3 separate regions of the Mus musculus genome follow, and regions 1 and 3 are each linked to region 2. The links are chromatin contacts, called in public HiChIP or PLAC-seq maps. All regions are on one chromosome and are shown on one strand. Each heading gives the region's core, a stretch centred on a gene start, on an enhancer-like site or on the middle of the called end of the contact. The rest is flanking DNA. Distances are from core to core; before and after follow the strand shown. Region 1 has its middle 18 kb from the start of Ttc30a2. Region 2 holds the start of Hnrnpa3 (heterogeneous nuclear ribonucleoprotein A3). Region 3 overlaps Pde11a (phosphodiesterase 11A).

What was found. HiChIP or PLAC-seq counts read pairs in DNA pulled down with a chosen protein or histone mark.
Region 1: an H3K4me3 HiChIP or PLAC-seq map of embryonic limb bud shows a contact between it and region 2, with 4 times the contacts expected there. The contact joins the enhancer-like site here to the promoter of Hnrnpa3 in region 2. A contact is called at or near these places in 11 of 39 promoter capture datasets (the 3T3-L1 cell line, the HPC-7 cell line, cranial neural crest and 6 more), 3 of 484 Hi-C or Micro-C datasets (Sertoli cells and embryonic fibroblasts), 22 of 115 datasets of contacts at active chromatin or transcription factors (the HPC-7 cell line, bone marrow-derived macrophages, cardiomyocytes and 14 more) and 2 of 9 other capture datasets (liver and macrophages).
Region 3: a contact with region 2 is called in an H3K27ac HiChIP or PLAC-seq map of extraembryonic endoderm stem cells. The contact joins the enhancer-like site here to the promoter of Hnrnpa3 in region 2. A contact is called at or near these places in 3 of 39 promoter capture datasets (cranial neural crest, maxillary cranial neural crest and second pharyngeal arch cranial neural crest) and 11 of 115 datasets of contacts at active chromatin or transcription factors (bone marrow-derived macrophages, embryonic basal ganglia, embryonic forebrain and 8 more).

The regions. Positions count from the first base shown.
Region 1 is chr2:75,958,394-75,961,690 of GRCm38.p6, reverse strand. No RefSeq gene overlaps it. Among named protein-coding and RNA genes, the nearest start is that of Ttc30a2, 18 kb to the left of the region's middle. Within about 2 kb of position 2,035, at least 108 of the 459 cell types and tissues checked have an H3K27ac peak or open chromatin away from gene starts, as enhancers often do. A contact at or near this core is called in bone marrow-derived macrophages, embryonic forebrain, embryonic limb bud and 4 more, where this site is marked.
Region 2 is chr2:75,657,808-75,660,902 of GRCm38.p6, reverse strand. It overlaps Hnrnpa3 (heterogeneous nuclear ribonucleoprotein A3), which reads right to left and starts at 1,644. Exons shown (of 11, transcript NM_053263.1): 1 at 1,580-1,644. The coding sequence starts at 1,585. Gm39859 (predicted gene, 39859) reads left to right here and starts at 1,966. Exons shown (of 3, transcript NR_166143.1): 1 at 1,966-2,113; 2 at 2,595-2,684.
Region 3 is chr2:76,053,857-76,056,950 of GRCm38.p6, reverse strand. The region is part of intron 13 of Pde11a (phosphodiesterase 11A); the gene reads left to right. Among named protein-coding and RNA genes, the nearest start is that of Gm52518, 19 kb to the right of the region's middle. Within about 2 kb of position 1,535, at least 5 of the 459 cell types and tissues checked have an H3K27ac peak or open chromatin away from gene starts, as enhancers often do. A contact at or near this core is called in extraembryonic endoderm stem cells, where this site is marked.

The DNA.
Region 1 (3,297 bases), core at 786-3,285, 300 kb before region 2:
TCAGATCTCCCGGAAGTGGATTACAGATGGTTACTAGCTACCATGCGGATGCTAGGAACAGAGCTGGAAGAGCAGCCAGTGTTCCTAACCACTAAGCCATCTCTCCAGCTTCTAAACGGGCACTCTTCAGACCTACATCCATGCTCTGAAACACCTCAGCATGGCTAAACGTCACCCGGGCTGTTTGTTTGTTTGCTCCCGTTCTAAATCCTGACACGGGATAATTTAAATCATTTTTAAAGTCTCTTGCTTGTTTTTATAACCCAAGAATGTCTTCTCAAGGACATAGGCGTGACAGCTTGAAACACAATCATCAAAGGAGAGACCATCCTTCTTACATCTGAACCCCGTACCCTATTCTGTGGTGTGGGGAGGGGAGCCCAACTTTCCTGGCATCAAAATAGTGGGACTACCATCTGTTGAGAAGACATGAGAAGGTGGCTTCCTTTGGCTGAAGCCACTTAACAAACAGACGGCTCAATCTCCTTCTCACCCCACTGCTTAAAAATCCTATCCCCGCTTCAGCAGAGTTGAATCCAGACTGAGTTCTGGCCTCTCACCAACTGCAACAGCCTTGAAAAAAATCCTCACGCCTACTTAACTTTGCCTGGTACAAGTCTTGTGCTGGCATCAATTGATGTAAAGACACTAAAGCCAAAATGTGTAGCGTTCCTCGCCCCCTGATTGCTTTAGGAAGGGTCATGGCAGCTAAGAGCTGCAGAGTCTACCATGCCTTCTTCCATCTCAGAGGCTTGAACAAGCTTGGGTTCACACTCCGTTTGTTCACCGGTCAGGGGGGAATCTCAGTACATGTCCCTGTGGAGTTTTTCAGTAAGTCTGGTGACACATGAGAGCAAGCCCAGAGATTTCCAGGTCAAGGGCCTGTTTCTCTGCAGTGTGCTTTGGTGACAGCCTTGGAGAACAAAGGGACAGTGAATCATTTCCTCTGTGCGAAGGTCATCTCTGCTGATCTTTGCAGTGCGGTGCTGACTTGAGAACCCAGCAGCTCTGAAGTCCCTTGCACTTAGGATCCTGCACCCAGCATGCCCCGCGCCTCTTGACTCCTTGCTAGCTCCTTCCAACTTTCTTCCTTCCCCTGCTGTCTTAAAAGGAAAGACCCAGGGCAGAGCCTCTGATGCTTACACAAAAGAAAAACAAATGGAGTCACACAATAACTTTAGCTGCGATCACTTCCTGGACCTCCAAGTTCCCAAAAGGGGGCGGTAGGGGGAGGGTGGTGGAGCGCATATCCATGGGCAGCTCCAGGTCAGATGTGAGGAGACAATGGCCAAAGTGACACACCCAGTTCGTGGCATCCTTGTCTGGGACTCCCTTTCTCCATCTTTGGATAGCCAATCGCTGTGTCTGCGCCTTGCTGCTCTCCAGGGCCGTTAGAAGGCTCAAATGAAATAACGTCTGTAAAGTGCTTAGTAAACTGTAAAATGCTTTACAAATGTAAGGGATTATTACAAACCACAATACAGCGGTGCTTTATGGTTTTATAAAACTACTGGCTGGAACTGCAGGAAGGGGAATCCCTCTGGTGATTTTGATTTTGGAAACAGGAGGGCTTGGGCCAGCCTGCTTGCCAGGCGTCAGACTCCTGGCAGCAGCTGTTTATCCCATCTCACTCAGCTCCGCACATATGGCCGCTGCGGGCCTCCTGCAGAGCCGACAATCTGCACCACTGAGTCTGAGCTCGGCCAGCGCAATCTCCACTCCACCCTGGCGCTGTCTGGCTTGCCAAGTCTAACACCTAGGAAACAGAGACCTTATCGCCTTGTACTTTACCACCAAAGCGTTTGAGTTGGGTTTTTGTTGTTCTTTTAGATGAGAATTTCCCTTCTTTAGCGACTGGAACAACTCAGATTCTCACCATAAAAAGCCTTCCTTTGAGCGGACTGAAAACCCCAGATGTTGCTCCCTTTTTTTTTTTTTTTTTAAGCTTTACTGTGATCACAAAGGCAGTGGTATAAACGTCTGCCCCGGGCCTGGGCTTGCACCAGCTGAGAAGGATTAAGACACTGATACATTCTTTTCTCTTTGGACTTCACACAGCAAGGTCGCATTAACCCATGCTGGCTGGCGGCAGAGTTGGCACCTGTGGATTCTCCTTGGCGCTGCAGCCAAGCCCTTGATGGACGCTTACGAACACTAAAGTGCAGCGGCCTTGCTGTTGATAACCGCTCGCTTCTCCCTGAGGTGTTCTGAAATTGTTTTTGCGTCTAAGCACTACTCCTGGGCTTGTAAATGTCACGAGGAATTATGAACATTTGCGGAAAAGTAACCGTTTGACTAATTTCCTGTTCCACAAAGCAAACACACCACCCTATGTATTTAGGATCTGCTGTTGGCACGCCAGGTTGTGGCAAGTTTCAAGGTTATAGGATCATAAATGGGATTAGATAAGCCAGACAGGGTGGCTCAGACTCTAGCAATTTTAAAGTATGAAAATTCCGCAGAAAAAAATAGGCAAACAATCTTGAAGGGAAAGTAAACTATAATAGCCCTACAAGATGGGGGGGGGGGGGGGAGACCACTGCTGTGGTGTGGCTGGGGACTCAGTAGTCCCGGGGTGGGGGGTGCATTTCTAGAATACATGCTAGAATGGATAAATATTTTAGAATACAAGACAGAAACGGGTCATAATTTTAAGAACAGAAGGAGTTTTCTATTTGATTCAAGTGTGGCCTGACACATTTTTCAAAAGCAAAAGATGAAGGAAATTACGAAGAAGAGTAGAATTGATGGCAGGAATCTGGAATTCCAGAGAGCAGAATGCATTGCGCCACATGGATGCCTTTGCATTTTAAATTATCTATTTCCTTTTAATTGACCAGATTAATTATTCCCACCTTGCCACTTGGCAGGTAGGGTCGCTGCTCCTTCACCACATTAATGAACCTATTCACGTTGCCTCTTTGTAATTAAGACTGTGAGTTACAGGTCACATTCTCAGATTGGTTTAGTGGACGGCCAGCTTAGTCTTTATTAAGGAAAATATATGACATCAGGCATTTCCCGCTGTAAGAGCCCTGATTTTCTGCAGAGTTTTCTTCCACTTGTCAGAGGAGGGTAGTGGCTCCCTGCCTTTTGTTTTGTCCAGAAGAAACACAGACCTGTGAAGGTGATAGCATCAGTCAAAGGCCGGACACCTAGAGGGTAGCTGATGGATCCATGCTCGAGATTCTTTATTGCTATGACAATCCTGAGCAAGTCCTTTCATGAGCTATTTGAAAAGAAATATCTCTGGAAATGCAGCTACGTTAATAAAGGGAAATATATTGCCCTCTTCCA
Region 2 (3,095 bases), core at 395-2,894:
TAACCCCGTGATACCTTGTGGGGGTTAAAAGGGTGGGTGAGGGTTTTGAGGCTGGCTCTCAAGGAAAGGCAGGCTAAGCTAGCCTTGAACTTGAGGCAGTCCTACCTTAGCCTTTCAAATACTAGGGTAACAGGTGTGCACGCACCATTCACACCTGGTTCCACTACTTAGCTTTCTGTAATCAATTTACCTTGGTTATACCCACTTACATCATATAGTTTCAAGTTATTTCGAATGCGATCCTTACATTCACAAGCGTGTAATTTGGATTTACAAGGTATAGCATATACCGCCTGACCAGAGGAATTAGAAACAAAACCGTAACTGAGAGACTTAGAAAATATCTAGCCTGTGGTTTTCTTTTTGAAGATTTTACTTTCGAGTGAACCGCTTTTAATGAACGCATTAAGACAATTCAACACAAGCCCTTAAAGGGGGCTCACTTTCTTCCATCTTCTGGAAATATTAGTTAGAACATTCAATATGCAGACAGCCACATACCAGAAACCCAACTACCCAAATTCACGTAAAACCCCTTTATTCAAGCCTCGCATAAATGAATTTGACAATACACAAAAAGCATCTCTATACACACAAAATTCTCGTAATCGTGGTATTTTCTAGTGTGGTCGCAGTTCTCTAAAACCAAAATCCAGGAAAACCAAAATCCGGGCCAATCCGAAGTATGAGAAATTAGATCAATAAAAATATTAAGCTCCAAGTAAACACATCTACACTCAAACCCCCGAAATGGTTAAGACTTCAACCACAGGACGCTGTAAATACTCTCATTCCAAATACTTGAGCACAAGCAGCGGGTTAGGAAGCACCTTAAAGCAGCAAGCTTTTCAGTAATGTATCCCCAAATGAGCGCTGAGAAAATCCGGCCCGAGTATTGCGCGGATTGTCATCACCCAGAAGGCCCGCCAAGGCCTAGATCCACGTCGGGAGCACCCCAGCGGAAAGCACCGCGCCCGGAGCCTGGAGGCCATCTGCGGCAGAAACGCCGGGCCGCCTCCCGCCGTCCCCTCCAATCCCCGCGCACTCCTTCTTGGCGGCGTAGCCAGGCGGCGGCCATTGCGGGCCACTGCGCCATTTCGTAACGCGGCGGCGGCGGATCAATGTCAATGCGGCCGCCGCCCGCCTGCTCGCTCGCCCGGATGTGCTCCTCCCCTCCCCCACCGCCTCCTCCCAACCGCTCCCGCGGAGGCCCGCCATGCCGCCCGCGGCCTCGCTAAGTCAGGCCGCGCAGCCCGAGGGCATCCTCGCCCGGCTGCCGAGCCACTCCCCGGCCCCGCCGCGTCTTCGAGGGCTGCCGGTGCGGCCGACCGAGAGGACCAGGCCGACGGAGGGCCCGGAGGAGGCCACCCGGCCCGCTCCCCTCCCCCTCCCACCGCCCTCAGCGCAAAGCGCGGGACGATCGTCCCGGTCTCCCCGGCCTCCCCACTCCCATCGAGCCAAAGCCCCCCCATGCCGGCAACTACCCAGCAACCCCCCGCTCTCCCCCTAATACCTCCTCCCCCCGGCGGCGGCGGCGACGGCCGGAGTCAGGCTGGGGGCGACCGGGCGGCGGTTTTACCTCCATTTTGAGACCGGACTCGCCTCTTCCAACTCGAGTTCAATATGGGACCGAGAGGAAGAGGCGGGGCCAGTCACCACGTGATGTGCTATCCGCGCGCCGCCCGCCCACTGGGGGCGGAGTCATGAGAAAGCGGAGCGCGACTGGTCCACCGCGTTGGCGGGCCGAGGGTGGAGAGCGGGGATTGGGCCGCCGGCGGGAGCGCGCGCGCCTCGCCAACTTCCAACGCAGCGCCGCCTTCGCCGCGGTTCGCGCCCGGCAGCGACGCTTACGTCAGCGGCAGCTCGACCAATGGCGAGAGCCCACGTCGGGAGAAAGCCGCGTGACCGCGCGTCAGCTTAGAGAAAGGCCTTTCCCTTTCTTCTGGCCCCTCTCGCCCCTCCCCCGCGCGCCTGCGGGTCTCCATTTCCGAGTTCACCTCCATTCCAGAGCCAAATGGAAAGTCACGCTTTTCTGACTTGAGACTTAAGGTTGTAAGAAAGCCAGTTGACCATCTTCGCCTCCCTCGCGGCTTTCTAAATGTCGAGAGCCCAGGTTTGGAAAAATGTGACTGCGCCGCCTTCCTGGGAGACCCACACTGCAAGTCGCAGTCGGGGCACGTCTCACGGACCGCAAAACGCGGCTGAGTTACTGCGGTTTTCACCTTAGCAGCTTGCACATTTACAAATTAAGACAGTCTGGGAGGAAGAAGCAGAGCCACTTGGGTATAGAATTGAGAGAATGGAACGATTTCCAACGTTTCCAAAAGGCTTCTGGCCATATAGGCCCTCTACCTGTTGGCTAGAGATTTGTTTCTTATTTAAAGTGGTCATCAGTTTCGAGTTTTAGTGTGCAGTATATGAACGAAATAAGTCGAATCGTTTATTTGCTTAGCAAAGGGATTTGGAACGATTTGGGTTTTTAATCAAATAAAAGCAAACATAGGATTAGGTAGTCTCGAAACACCCACTGTAACGAAGAATGATACCCCGGATTCTAATAGTATGTAAACGCAAACACTGTTTTTATTCTGTAGAAGTCCAGCATGCTGGGGTCTCCCGTTACCAAGATAGAGCCTGAAGTGAGCCCGCAGGACCAATTTAAAGCACCTTAGTGGAATCCTGGGGTAGGTGGGCTTTGTCTTACTCTGTCTCTAGGTATTCCAGAACCATACTAGGGTATGGTGCCTGGAAACTGGCTGAGGAATCTGGGGTGGGGGGTGGTAGGCTGTGTCTTATGCTATCTCGAAGGACATTCCATTACTGGGGCGTGGGGGCTGGCTGGGAACTGCTGACCCATTGTCCTTGTTTCAGGCCAGGTGGTGGGGCAGTTTCTAATTAGCTGCCTGAAGCCTGGGTTTTTAGACCTCGTCTCCTTAGCTGCTAATTTGAAGCCTGTCGTGGACTTAGCCTAGCCTTCTCACAATAACAACTGTAAATTAAAAGTCTACAGATTTGCTAGTCGTGGTATGTGTCACCTCTAGGCTACTCTGAAGGCAGAGGCCCATGCCTCTCTAGCTGGCTATGTGGAGTTTCAG
Region 3 (3,094 bases), core at 286-2,785, 400 kb before region 2:
TTCACATGTGTTTATCTCTAGATGCTTCTACCAACTGTGGGAAGAGCCTCCTACTTGAAGACCCCGGATCCTCCAGTTGTTAGTCTTCCCCTTTGTCTGTGTCCCTCTTTCTCTTAGTCTCTATCCCAGGGAACAGATGAGTTATTTAGCAGCCTCGATAGCCTCTCATCAGAGCCAGCCCCTCTTCTGCAGTCTTGGGGCAACCTGTGCTTCCTTGGCTCTCAGCTCTCCTCATGCCTTCTTGGTAATCTGACAAATCCCTTTTCTCGCACACAAAAGTGTTCATATCAAACTCCTGCTTCATCCTCAGGCCTCCTACGAGTTTTAGATATTCATATTCCTTAGTTTAGCCTCTTACGACTCCTTTAAATCAGACCCCGGCTCATTTCTCTGGCTTAGCACTGGCTTACCCAGAAGGGACTTGCTCTCAGAGAGCAGATCCTCTCTTTCCGGTGCCCTTCTCTGCACACACCACTTCCAGGGGTCTAGCCGATGCACCCTGCCCTTGGTATTGTGTCTTGCCTTCATGGTGCCCTGGTAATGTCCTTTCAAAAGCACGTATCCTGTTCCATTTTGATTGCTGACAGGAGCATAATAAACACACAGGAAATGTTTACTGGAAGACTGAATAGTAACTGGATGAATTGTATGTATTTTAATATACCTTCTCAATAGAGTTTCTTGATTTTTTTAAATAAATGTGGCCTTTTACAGATGCAGATGGTGAAACACAGCCTTTAAATACATAGGTTTGATGCGGTGGCAAAGGCTTGAAGCCTGTTACTGTGGACACCATGTGCTCCTTTTGACAGTTCTTAAAGTTTGTTTAAATTTCCTTTTTTTTTTTTTTCAAAAATTCCTCTTTTCCATGCCAACGATATTCTGTCAGTGAATTTCCCTCTAGGACCCTCTTCCCAGCCAGCTACCATGTTACCAGTGATGCAAAAAGAAGAGCTAACCAGTTAGAATTGTGTCTGTAAACCAGGAATAAAGTCCCTGTGTGTCCTTTTGAAGAGAGATGGGCACAAGACACAGCATCCCGGAGTACCACTGACCACTGCAGCTAGTCAGTATATCGCACTGAACAGGGAGTTCTTCTCAACATCCGCCCCTCAGCAGATTAGACCAAGAGTTCATCCCTATTAAAAGTTGAGCCAAGAAGATACTGCTGAGCGTGCTCACGCATTGCATTGGTTAGCTGTAGAGAACTGAGCTGCAGCCCCCTGCCAACTTGGGGCTGCCATTGGGAGATGCTATGATGACTACATACCAAGTGGATGAGAGAAGCAAGAAGGCCAGTCTATAGAAAGGAGTGGGGGAGGGAGATAATGGAGAGAGAGAAGCCTAAAGACAGCATGTAGAGAACATTTTTTTTTTAAATCAGACTCCAACCCTGCCTCTCCCCAGGGCTTTTCCTATCCGGGGCACTCAGCCATTCTTCTGACTGAGTCAGGGTTCCTGCGTCACTTAAAGAAGCCTTTTCCTGATGAAGCCCATTGTTCTCTATCTTTTCTTTCTTGCAAATACCAGTCCCTGGGACAAGGAAAATGGCAATGTGACTGTTAACTCTGCTAAGCCCTCGAACACAATAGAGATAGCTCTGTAGATAGCTCTGTCTCCATTTTGCGGCTTGTGCAAACTCCTCCACCGATATGGTGTTGTGGCAATTGGGTCTGGGCTCCCCAGGTCCAGAAGCCACTCTCGAACCTTTGCATCCATGTTTCCTTTGACTTTGTGACGTCCCTCTTGGACTGTTGATACTGAGCTTTCTGGTCATTGACCGTCTTGCCAGATAAGCTTAAGAAAGCTGAAATATATCCTGACATCCAGCCACTCAAAATGTAGGCCTGTAACAACTGAGGAACTGTTAGACCTTTCACATCTTTCAATGTCGTAATCTTGCAAAAACAGAAATGAATGGTCTGAAATCTCAGGTCAGTTGTCTGGGACTGAACAACTTTCACAGGTATTAGGAAAATAATACATCATTGTCATCAGGCCTTTTTTGTATCTTCTGGTCCTGCGGTCAACTCTACCAGCTCTAAGAAGATGGCACAGAGTGTCTCCTCAAACCAAGTTATTCTCTTGCACCCAATTTTCCAGCTTGTAGCCTTCCATTGGCCCTGCTACTATCCAGTGAAGTTAAGATGAGATTTGCAACACTTATTGCTAGTGTGACCTCAGTTAAGACTCCATTTGAGAGTGAAGGTCAGAAGAGACTTTTGACAGGACTGTCTAGAGATTAGAATAAGATTCCTTCGATGAGTGCACCATTGTTTAAAAGCCATAGGAGGAAATTCGTTTCCTTTGGTCCTCTTCCATTCTTCAATAATGGAATGTTTTTCTGGGTTCAAGGTCTTGTGCTAAGCATTCTGGGAGAAGCAGGATGGACAGCAGACAAACCCTTCTCTTAAACTTTTCACACTCTAATCTTAGCCTTTTGGATGATTTCAGCAACAGAACTTAAATGCCGCAGCTATTATGTGGCAAAGCACAGGCTACCTTTTTGTCATCTGTAAGACTATTTAAAAACACACACACACATAGGAGACTTTTAGCAAGGGACAAATTACTATATAAAATGCAAAATGCCTCTACAATAAAAAAGTATGACTTTAGTTAGAGCACAACTTGATTTATACCCTTAGCCTTTCTGATAAGTGAACCTTCGCATTTTCATATTTTACCCTTAATTTTTAAGTATTGGAGAGCGTGCCGTGAATGATCAATAGGTAGCGAGGCCACCAATACCACAGCGCTCTGAAATTGCTCGTCTCTCTTTCCTCCAGGGACGGCATTGCCCACTCATCCCCCTCTCTATTACAGCTGCCCCTGATGATTAAATATCAGCACGGCCCAGCTTTGTGGTCTATTCTCCTAGGAGACCCCTCCTATTCATTTCTAGCATAATCTCTTACACTCATTTCTTGGGAATGAAAACCCATCTTGTCGCTTTCGGCCAGGTCCCAGAAGTGAAATACTGGGGCACATTAATCTGCCCTGACAGCCTAATCCCACTCCGCACCACCTTCTAGCAATTCCCAGCTTCCTAATTACCTTCCATAGTTTGCCTTTTTAAAGTCTCCTCCAAACC